Regions from separate parts of the Sus scrofa genome. Here region 1 is linked to region 2. Evidence: chromatin contacts called from public HiChIP or PLAC-seq data. All regions are on one chromosome and are shown on one strand. Each heading gives the region's core, a stretch centred on a gene start, on an enhancer-like site or on the middle of the called end of the contact. The rest is flanking DNA. Distances are from core to core; before and after follow the strand shown. Region 1 has its middle 35 kb from the start of CXCL2. Region 2 has its middle 21 kb from the start of RASSF6.

What was found. HiChIP or PLAC-seq counts read pairs in DNA pulled down with a chosen protein or histone mark.
Region 1: a contact with region 2 is called in an H3K27ac HiChIP or PLAC-seq map of alveolar macrophages. The contact joins two enhancer-like sites. A contact is called at or near these places in 1 of 47 Hi-C or Micro-C datasets (alveolar macrophages) and 2 of 2 datasets of contacts at active chromatin or transcription factors (alveolar macrophages and skeletal muscle).

Annotation. Positions count from the first base shown.
Region 1 is chr8:70,119,840-70,125,468 of Sscrofa11.1, forward strand. No RefSeq gene overlaps it. Among named protein-coding and RNA genes, the nearest start is that of CXCL2, 35 kb to the right of the region's middle. Within about 2 kb of position 1,837, at least 44 of the 83 cell types and tissues checked have an H3K27ac peak or open chromatin away from gene starts, as enhancers often do. A contact at or near this core is called in alveolar macrophages, where this site is marked.
Region 2 is chr8:69,850,429-69,856,168 of Sscrofa11.1, forward strand. No RefSeq gene overlaps it. Among named protein-coding and RNA genes, the nearest start is that of RASSF6, 21 kb to the left of the region's middle. Within about 2 kb of position 2,458, at least 7 of the 83 cell types and tissues checked have an H3K27ac peak or open chromatin away from gene starts, as enhancers often do. A contact at or near this core is called in alveolar macrophages, where this site is marked.

The sequences.
Region 1 (5,629 bases), core at 587-3,086, 270 kb after region 2:
GAACCATTTTTACTTCCCATACCTCACTGAGTATATCTCCTTAACAGCTCTGAAATCTGTCTCTTTTCTTCCTTTCATCCTTCCTTCCTCCTTCTTTCACTTCCTTTCTCTCATCCTTCTTTTCTTCTTAACTTTTGTCTTAGTTCTGGATTACACATATGATTCCCTTTGAGTATATAAAATATGAAAAAGAAAATAAATATTATCTGTCACCTTACTATCCAGACATTATGGCTATTTAAAGTTTTGCTATGTTTTATTTCAACCTTGTGTGTTGTGCATATTCCACAATGTTATGTCTTGGTTATTTCACCTTTAGTGTGTTGTCAGCATTTCTTAACATTTCTATTGCATTTGTGAAGGATTCAAGCATTTAACATTTCCTACTCTTTTAAAAATTTATCCCCCTTCCTAGCTCCACTAGACTAGACTGAGCCCTTCCTTCTCTCCCCCAGGTCACCAGCGAAATCTCTTAAATGGCCAAACCACAAGCTTTCCTCCTCCACCACGCACTCCCTGCTGCCAAGTTCCCACAATATGAATCTGGCCATGTGTTTTCCCAGGCTTACTGGTCAGAGTCTACCCCTCTGCTGTGGTCCTCAGGATTGCTGCCCTGATAAAAGCTTTTCCCTGCTGGTCCCTTGGGCCTCTCCAGACTCCTCTCTAGAACTTTCTCCCCATTTCCTCTCAGCTTCAGTCTTTGTGTGTGTGTGTGTCTTTTTTGCCATTTCTTGGGCCGCTCCCACGGCATATGGAGGTTCCCAGGCTAGGGGTCAAATTGGAGCTGTAGCCACAGGCCTACACCAGAGCCACAGCAATGCGGGATCCGAGCCGCGTCTGCAACCTACACCTCAGCTCACGGCAACGCCAGATCCTTAACCCACTGAGCAAGGGCAGGGATCGAACCCACAAGCTCATGGTTTCTAGTCGGATTCGTTAACCACTGAACCACGACAGGAACTCCCTCAGCTTCAGTCTTGTAAACTATTGTACCTCTGAGTTTTTGCTCATGTTGTTTTCTCTGTCTGCAGTACCTTTCCCCTCTTTTTATATGATAAAAACTGTGCCACCTATAAAATTCCCCCCAGGTAACACCACTGCTTGAGCAGTTCCTGAAGTTCATTCTTGCAATCTCCGCCACACCACAGGAGTAAAGATCTCAAGGTTTGGCCTCTCCTGCCTGTGAGTCTTCCTGTAGCCCACGGTAGCCCTTCCTAAGTGACTTCTTGGCTTCTTCCCCTTCAACAACAGGAGCTGAATTTGAATCCCAAGAAACACTCAAGACAAATCTGCTGCAAAGAAGAAATCTTGGGTAGTTTTTCCGGCTTAGCACTGAGTCCCTGTGCCTGAGGCCAACTTCCTTCTGTTGACTCCATTCCAACATCAGCATGCCTGACTCATGACTCACAGATACTGGGCCCTGGCGTTTGTTGACATGGCTACAAAAAACAGTTGTGGAATTTCCCAAGGATTTCAGAATCTCCCTTTAAAATCCCTTTCCTCAAATATTTCTATCCTAGGCGCCTCTCGAAAAAAGAGTTATCCTCAGGGGCATTGTTACCCTGAGGATAAATCAGCCATTGAAAAGAAATTGCCCTCATGAGCTTGGCTTTGAGGAGCCCCCAAAGGGGAAACTCTGACAAATTAAAATTTAACATGCAAATTTGAATGTAGCAGATGTGAGTGTGGTTTGGGTGGACATCCAAAAAGACAGAAAGATCACTGGGATATTTTTTCCCAGAAGAGATCTGATTCACCATTTTGACCACACAGCCGAACACTCATTTGTCACTGTTATCATTTAAAAGAGTCACAATTACTCACCTGACCATAAGGAGGACATTTTTACATGCTGCCAGCAGTAATGCCACTCAGATAGATGAGAAGTTCATCACAGTCATGGGTGGATGTTTCACGGAGCTGACTACCTGAAGCTCCATGACCCTCACTAGCTTAGCCTTTCTTCAAGGCTGAGGGGAAGAGGGCTGAGCAAGGGCCGTATAGTTTTATAAAATGTGCCAAAGTTATATATTTTAACCACCTGGTTAGGACTGCTTATTCTTACTCCTACTCTCTTTCTTTATACCTCTCCTTGTGCTGGGTGATGTGGATATAGATGGATGTGGATGTTTGAGATCTAGCTGAGAAGTTGAGTTGAGGATGTCTCAATTGAGATGTAGTGATAGATATTTTACTGGCTCACAGTCACGTTGGGAAGAGCTCTGCTTTTACTAGCCATCTTGGGATGGGGTTAGCTTCTAGGAATATCCCTCTCCTTACTGTGCCTGCACACCTTCCCGAGGCAGGGATTCGAATGGACATTAAGGTGGACAACACTAAAGTGGCGTGGTTATGGGAAAAACAAGATTGAAATATGTAGAGCCAGAACCTAGTCTGGGGAAAATTCTTTCAACTGTCAAAATGTAAAGTCAAAAGCAGAGGATTCAGGGATTCCTGTTGTGGCTAACGAACATGACTAGTATCCAGGAGGATGCAGGTTCGATCCCTGGCCTGACTCAGTAGGTTAAGGATTTGGCATTGCTTCGAGTTGCAGTGTAGTTCTCAGACATGGCTGGGATCCTGTGTGGCTGTGACTGTGGTGTAGACTGGCAGCTGCAGCTCCGATTCAACTCCTAGCCTGAGAACTTCCATATGCTGCAGGTGCGGTGCCCCCGCAAAAAAGCATAGGATCAGTTTACATCAAACCGAGACAAAACAAACCTTCACATTTCAGAAATATACTTAATAATGCAATTAGGCTCTACAATTATAAATGTTTCATACTTTTTTTTTCCTATTTGACTGGAATCATGTTACAGAGAATTTATCAGCATTCCTATGTTTGTAGAGCATCCACTTGAGTAGCATAACAAATAACTAAGTTCTTCTGTATATGAAGTCCCATGCTTTATGCATCCAGCTAGCTATAATAAAAGCAAACTTTGATCAACCATCCTAATGGAAAGAATAAACCATCTCTCTATTCTATGTATAGGAGATCATCTCAAAAATAATCATCTTCACTGTTATGTGAAGAGGAGATCAAGATTATGTAACCAAATACACCAGAGGCATATGGAAGTTCTCAGGCTAGGGGTGGAATTGGAGTTGCAGCTGCCAGCCTACACCACAGCCACAGCAACAGCAACATGGGATTGGAGCCGCATCTGCAATCTATACCACAGCTCACAGCAATGCCAGATCTTTTAACCCACTGATCGAAGCCAGGGATTGAACTCGCATCTTTGTGGATACTAGTCAGGCTCTTAACCTGCTGAGCCACAAGAACTCCTACATGTTCATTTTTACATTGTAATTTCAATTTTTCCTTTTAGAGCATCTTTGTAATTATCTGACCCTACAAAACCAGGAACTGCATAATTTAAGATTTTTAAAAAGTTTTATGTTTTAAACAACAGGCTCTTTTGCTGTCCTCCGTGGATTGGCCCTTGTGCCCGCACTAGGAGTCATGTGACATTCCAGAACAATACCAGAAAAAGGCCATTCTCCCTGGATTCGAACCCAGCTTAGTCACTTACTCGCTGTATGATATTTCTGCCCTCTCTCTGTCTCTACTTCCTTACCTCTAAGACAAGGGAATGGAAGGAACTCAGAAAAGAGGGGTGAGAGCTAATTAAAGTACATTTTTGTCAACTATGTATCCCAGCCTTTCACATAGACTATAGATTCAGTAAATGATAGGTATCATTATCAAGGTGTCCCAGGAATCAATTATTTTTCACATGAATTATTTATCAGTTTTGAAAGACTTAGATCTCCTTACAGTAATTCACCAAACTCAATCTCGAATCCACTAATGAAATTGCTATTGTAGTTTCTCTTATGTTTGAAAATAATTCAAATAACTGAACCAGATAAATACCAGACATTGTATACCAATAATACTTTTTAAAAAAATGGTCCAGGGAATCTAATACATAACAGGGTGACTATAGTTGATAATACTGTGTTGTGTAACTGAAATTTGCTGGGAGTAGAACTTGAATATTCTTACAAAAAAAAAAAAAAGGAAAGTGTGTGAGGTGATATGTTGATTAACTAGGTTGGAGGAACAATTTCACAATGCATATCTAAATCATCACAATGTGTAGTTTGAATATCTTACAATTTATTTGTCAGTTATATCTCAATAAAGCTGAAAAATAAGCAAAAAGTCATCATAGTCATAGTCCAATATCTTATTTTAAAACATTTTAAAAGAAAAAAATAGTCCTCATATACATTTAAATATGCTCAAAAAGTACCCCCTGTTAAAAAAAAAATTAAAGTCATTATTTCTTTTCTTTTTTTTTTTTTTTTTTTTTTTGCTTTTTAGGGCCTCACCCATGGCTTATGGAAGTTCCCAAGTTAGGGGTCGAATTGGAACTGTTGCTGCCAGCCTACACCACAGCTCACAGCAACGCTGGATCCTTAACCCACTGAGTAAGGCCAGGGATTGAACCTGTGTCCTCATAGATACTAGTCGGATTCGGTTCTTCTGTGCCACAATGGGAACTCCAAAAGCCATTATTTCTTTGTTTCAGGGAAGTGGCATTTTAATCAAGCACCATGATGGTTCTGCTAACTGGGCATGGATGGCAGCCTGACCCAGCTGGAAGAATATAATATATCATCTTACTCTGACTCAGAATCTCGGTGCCCTCATTTGCCATCTGTATGACTATGGACAAGCTCTCGGGACCCCAGTTAACTCATGGATGAAGGGCTGATCATCCCTCCTGGTGAGGTTGGTGTGAAAATCAAACAAACTAATCCACAAGAAAGCCAGCACCCTGAGGGCCATGGTGTCCAGCAAATACTCCATATATATTTTAATCCCTGCTCTCTTTGCAGCATTGCCCAGCTGTTCTTTATCATGACCTCTGCTATAGCCTCAAGACCTGTAAACCTAGACATTAATATGTGCCTTGATGATCTCACATATTTGTGAAACACTTTGGAGTTTTCAGTATGATCTGTTATGGGTAACAGAGATGCTATCCGACTTACCTGTGGTCACACAGCTAGTTAGTTACAGGGCTGAGACCTGGACCCAGTTTTCCCAGACTCCAGGTCCTGCCAGCGCCCCCATTCTCCACGCTCCCTACAGAGCCTCTCACACAGCTTTCAGGCTGGTATATCCATGAGACAGCTCTTTACAGAAAGGGAAAGTGTACTGGGTCCATGAATTATTACTTTGGACTGGAAATTCTCAAGGATGTGTTGAAGGCAAGATTAAAATTATAAGAGGAAATCGCTTATGCTTCCTTGTTCTGCTCTTTCTTTCTCAGAATGGGTTCTGATGACTCATCTCACCTGTTCACCCATCCTGCTTATCTTGGCTGCTGTGAAACATCATGAGGCACAGCCAGGCATGGGGAAACAAGCCCAGTACCAAAGCAGATAAACCAGGTCCCTACCAGAGTGTAAGCTCCACGAGGGAGAGTGTTCAGTCCATTCTATTCACTCATGTGTCCAAAATCCCTATAATACTACCTGGAACATAATGGATGCTCAATATATATTTGTTGAATGAGTGAATTCTTCTAAACAAGAATGAGATTCTGACATCTAACCTCACAAGGGAATTTTGGGGAGCTGTGAAGTGGCTCTTAGTCTGAATTCTTAC
Region 2 (5,740 bases), core at 1,208-3,707:
ATATGCTGTGGTAACTTGATGAAGCAATTTCCTTGTCATTCATATCATAAATTTACAAATGTTTATCTCCATCTCTTTGAACCTGTTTTCTTTTTTTTCTTTTCTTTTTTTTTTTTTTTGTCTTTTTTTGCCATTTCTTGGGCCACTCCCGTGGCATATGGAGATTCCCAGGGTAGGGGTCTAATCGGAGCTGTACCTGCCAGCCTATACCAGAGCCACAGCAACGTGGGATCCGAGCTGTGTCTGCTGCGCCAGATTGTTAATCCACTGAGCAAGGGCAGGGATCGAACCCGCAACCTCATGGTTCCTTGTCGGATTTGCTAACCACTGGGCCACGACGGGAACTCCTGAGCCTGTTTTCTTTTTTGTTGTTGTTTCTTAGGAAATGTTGCTTCATAAGGTTTGATGTTGCAAACCTTGTATGGTTTTGATAAAGAGAAAAGCTGCCCCTAATCTCCAGGAGCTGGCCTGGTACTCTTGGCAAGATCTTCTGTGTTCTTCTTTTGAAATAAACAATTTCACAGAACACTGACATCTGTGACGATGATGGATCAAGACACAAACAAGACCGCTCTCTAACCCCAGCTGAACACAGACTAAATCATGAACATGGGTTGAGCCACAGAAAAGTTCAAACATCCACCATCCTGGCTGATCAGCGTGCCAGCTGCTTCCTTTCTAGGTGTGGTTTTAGCCTCTTTTATGTCACCCCTCCATCTAGGTAAAATTTATTAAGAGACCCAACCATAGGATTGTCCCACTTTCTAACAACATCCAGTCCAGAACCTCCTAACCCTCCCCCAAATCACCTAACAAGCCCAGATTCTAAAGTAGATCCTTCCGGATGCTGTTTTAGTGAGACACCCTCTTCCCAAGCAGTGACCTCTCCCTCACACAGGGAGAAATGCACACTGCTTGTTCAACCATAGTGGTGTTTCCGTGAACCCCTATTAGCAATTTCAACTTAACTTGGCTAGAATGTTGCAGGTCGATGGATTTGTCTGTATCAAGCTTTCCAGGTTAACTTTTCTAATTTATACAATATTTGTTCTCCCGATTTTCTCACCTTCCGGTATGTTCAGCTTTATTCAGACAAATAATATGTCAACAAAACTTTTATTGAAGTCTTGGTGATCATCCTCCTCCTCAAATATGTTGATATATGTGTGTGAATATATATATCTATATATTTCTCCCTTTAAACAGTTTTATCACAGAAACGCTTATGGAGGAGTTCCTGTTGTGGCTCAGCAAGTTACAAACCCAATTAATATCCATGAGGAGGCAGGTTTGATCCTTGGCCTTACTCACGGGTTAAGGATTCGGCATTGCTGTGAGCTGTGGTGTAGGTCACAGATGCGGCTCAGATCTGGCACTGTGTGGCTATGGTGTAGGCTGGAAGCTGTAGCTCCTATTGGACCCCCAGTCCAGGATTTCTCTATGCCATGAGTGTGGCCTTAAAAAAAAAGAAAAAAAGAAAAAAAAAGAAATGCTTATGGAGAAATGACAGTCCAGTTTCCACATGGCTGGTGCACGTCTTGCCATTTGCATGTATAGCATTTTGAAATTTTGGAGTTTCCTCTGAACTTGAGAGGATCTGGTCCAACCCCCTGCAGGTATGTAGAAAGATCAATGGGACACGTGGGAAGTGTGTGGAGAGGTAAATGGGACATAGGTTGTAGAGGGTTTTGTTATTATGGCCAAGGCTGTGTGGGGTGTCACATCCAATGTGGGGGAAACAAATTTTGCAATTGTCAATAAGTGAGGTCAGTGGGGAGACTGAGTCATACTTCATAGAAGCAATTCTTTGAATTCCTAGAGGAAAAGTTCACGGGGAAATGCTTTTGAGTCAAACAAGAAACAATCCATTTGGTCATGTTTTATGTCTCAACATCAGTTCCTGTTCTTAAACTAAAAGATACCTATGACTGATAACATTTCCTCCAAATTCTCAGAAAATGAAGCTTGGTCTCTTTGAGTTTGACATAATTTGTCTTTCACGCAGTACACAAATTGGTCTAGAGTGATACATTGACTCAGTGTGAATGCCTTTAGTCTTACAAACCTATCATGATGAATTTCACAGGACAAAATATAAATGAGCTGCATAAAAATGATCTGATCACTTCTTTGGTTTGGAGATAATTCTAAATCATTTATCATCATGAAGGTGTCCACAATGAAGCATGTATTCAAACCATAGCACGTGGAAAGTAAATCCCTTACTTCAATCATTTTAAACACCAAAGTAGGCAGCGTTGGGTCTATTTATCAATAAAGAGCTTTCAGATGTGGAAAACCTGAGTCAATGGGATTTAAACAATAATATGTATTTATTGGCTCATGTAACTGAAAACCAAAGGACGACTCAGCATCAGACATGTTTTGGTTAAGAGCTAGGCTCTATCTCTTCCTTCTGTCTTTATCTCCAGATGAAATGTCACCCCATGGCCACAAAGATGCATGGTCACGAAGTGGTTACAAGCTTCCTTGTCCATTTCCAGAGAAAGAGTTGTATGTCTCACAGTATCCAATGATTCTTCCTGTTCTTCATGCAGACTGAACTAAGGTACATCGGCCACTGTAACAAGAAGTGTGAGCATATGCTGATTGACCAGCGCCCGCTTTAACATCTTGTTTACGGTGTGATTACCACAAGCGTACTCTAGGTTATTTCCTTACAGGAAAATCAGAGGGAGGGGGGACAGAGGGAATAGAGGCTGGTCAGGCCTGTCCAGGACTTTCCATTTTAAATTTAGCCCTGAGGGAAGCGATATCCCATTTCACCTAGAAGTGGCAGTGTTGGGCTAAAAACGTGGCATCCAGACTCAGGTTGCAGCCATTCACAGGTTCACAATTTGAAGCAGTAGACTTTTTTTTTTTTTAATTACTCAAATAAATCTATCACATCTGTAGTTGTATAATGATCATAACAATCTGATTTCACAGGATTTCCATCCCACAGCCCAAGCACATCCCCACACCCCCAAACTGTCTCCTCCGGAGACCATAACTTTTTTAATGTCTGTGAGTCAGCATCTGTTCTGCAAAGAGGTTCAGTCTGTCCTTTTTTCAGATTCTACATGTCAGTGAAAGCATTGGATGTTGGTGTCTCATTGTATGGCTGACTTCACTTAACATGATAGTTTTTAGGTCCATCCATGTTGCAAAAAATGCTGGTATTTCATTCTTTTTGATGGCTGAGTAATATTCCATTCTGTATATGTACCACATCTTCTGGATCCACTCCTCTGTCGATGGACATTTAGGTTGTTTCCATGTTTTAGCTATTTAAATAGTGCTGCAATGAACATCGGAGTACATGTGTCTTTGCGAGTCGTGGTTTTCTCTGGGTAAATGCCCAGGAGTGGGTTTGCTGGATCAAATGGTAGTTCTATGCTTACAATCCACACCCTCTCCAGCACTTATTGTTTGGAGACGTTTTGATGATGGCCATTCTGGCTGGTGTAAGGTGGTACCTCAGAGTGGTTTTGATTTGCATTTCTCTAATAATGAGTGATGTTGAACATCTTTTCATGTGTTTCTCGGCCATCTGTATGTCTTCTTTGGAGAATTGTCTGTTTAGATCTTCTGCCCATTTTTGGATGGGGTTGTTTGTTTTTTTGGTATGGAGCTGCAGAAGTTGTTTATAAATTTTGGAGGTTAATCCCTTGTCAGTCGATTCATTTGCAAAGATTTTCTCCCATTCTGTGGGTTGTCTTTTTGTGTTGTTTAGGGTTTCCTTTGCTGTGCAGAAACTTTGAAGTTTGATTAGGTCCCATTTGTTTATTTTTGTTTTTGTTATCAATACTCTGAGAGGTGGATCTGAGAAGATGTTGCTGTCATTTATGTTGGAGAGTGTTTGGCCTATGTTTTCCTTTAAGAGTTTTATAGTGTCTGGTCTTATATGTAGGTCTTTAATCCTTTCGGAGTTTATTTTTGTGTATGGTGTTAGGGAGTGTTCTAATTTCATTCTTTTCCATGTGGCTGTCCAGTTTTCCCAGCACCACTTATTGAACAAGCTGTCCTTCTCCATTGTATATTCTTGCCTCCTTTGTCATAGATTAGTTGGCTGTAGGTGTGTGGGTTTAATTCTGGGCTTTCTATCCTGTTCCACTGATCTATATTTCTGTCTTTGTGCCAGAACCATTTGGTTTTGATGACTGCTGCTTTGTAGTATAGTCTGAAGTCTGGGAGCCTGATTCCTCAGCTCCGTTTTTCTTTTTCAGGATGTCTTTGGCTATTCTGGGTCTTTTGTACTTCCAAACAAACTTTAAAATATTTTGTTCGAGTTCTGTGAAAAATGTCCTCGGTGATTTGATAGGGATTGCATTGAATCTGTAGATTGCCTTGGGTAGTATAGTCATTTTGATAATATTAACTCTTCCAATCCACCTCTTTGTGTCATCTTTGATTTCTTTCATCAGTGGCTTATAGTTTTCAGAATACAGGTCTTTTGTCTCTTTAGGTAGGTTTATTCCTAGGTATTTTATTCTTTTGGATGTGATGGTAAATGGGATTGCTTCCCTAATTTCTTTTTCTGCTCTTTCATTGTTAGTGTATAGAAATGCCATTGATTTCTGTGTATTGATTTTGTATCCTGTGACTTTGCCAAATTCATGGATGAGCTCTAACGGTTTTCTGGTAGTCTTTAGGATTCTCTAGGTATAGTATCATGTCATCTGCAAATAGGGATAGTTTTACTTCTTCCTTTCCATTTTGGATTCCTTTTATTTCTTTTACTTCTCTGATTGCTGTGGCTAGGACTTCCAGAACTATGTTGAAGAGTAGTGGCAAGAGGGGACATCCTTGTCCCTGATCTCAGCGGGAATTATTTCAGCTTTTCACCGTTGAGAATGATGTTCGCTGTGGTTTGTCGTATGTGGCCTTTTATCATGTTGAGGTAGGTTCCCGTTATGCCCACTTTCTGAAGGGTTTTTATCAGAAATGGGTGTTGGATTTTGTCAAAGGCTTTTTCCGCATCTATTGAGAAGATCATATGGTTTTTATTCTTCAGTTTGTTAATGTGGTGTATCACACTGATGGATTTGCGAATATTAAAGAACCCTTGCATCCCTGGGATAAATCTGACTTGATCATGATGTATGATCCTTTTAATGTATTGTTGGATGCGGTTTGCTAGTATTTTGTTGAGGATTTTTGCATCGATGTTCATCAGTGAAATTGGCCTGTAGTTTTCTTTTTTTGTGGAATCATTGTCTGGTTTTGGTACCAGGGTGATGGTGGCCTCATAGAATGAGTTTGGGAGTATCCCTTCTTCTGCAATTTTTTGAAATAGTTTCAGAAGGAGAGGTGTTAGCTCTTCTCTAAATGTTTGATAGAATTCACCTGTGAAGCCATCAGGTCCTGGACTTTTGTTTGTTGGAAGTTTTTTAATCACAGTTTCAATTTCAGTTCTTGTGATGGGTCCATTCATCTTTTCTATTTCACCTTGGTTTAGTCTTGGAAGGTTGCATATTTCTAAGAATTTGTCCATTTCTTCTAGGTTTTCCATTTTATTGGCATATAGTTGCATATAGTAGTCCCTTATGATCCTTTGTATTTCTGTGATGTCCGTTGTTACTTCTCCTTTTTCATTTCTAATTTTATTGATTTGAGTCTGCTCTCTTTTTTTCTTGATAAGTCTGGCTAGGGGTTTATCAATTTTGTTGGTCTTTTCAAAGAACCAGCTTTTCGTTTCATTAATCTTTTCTATGGTTTTCTTTGTTTCTAGTTCATT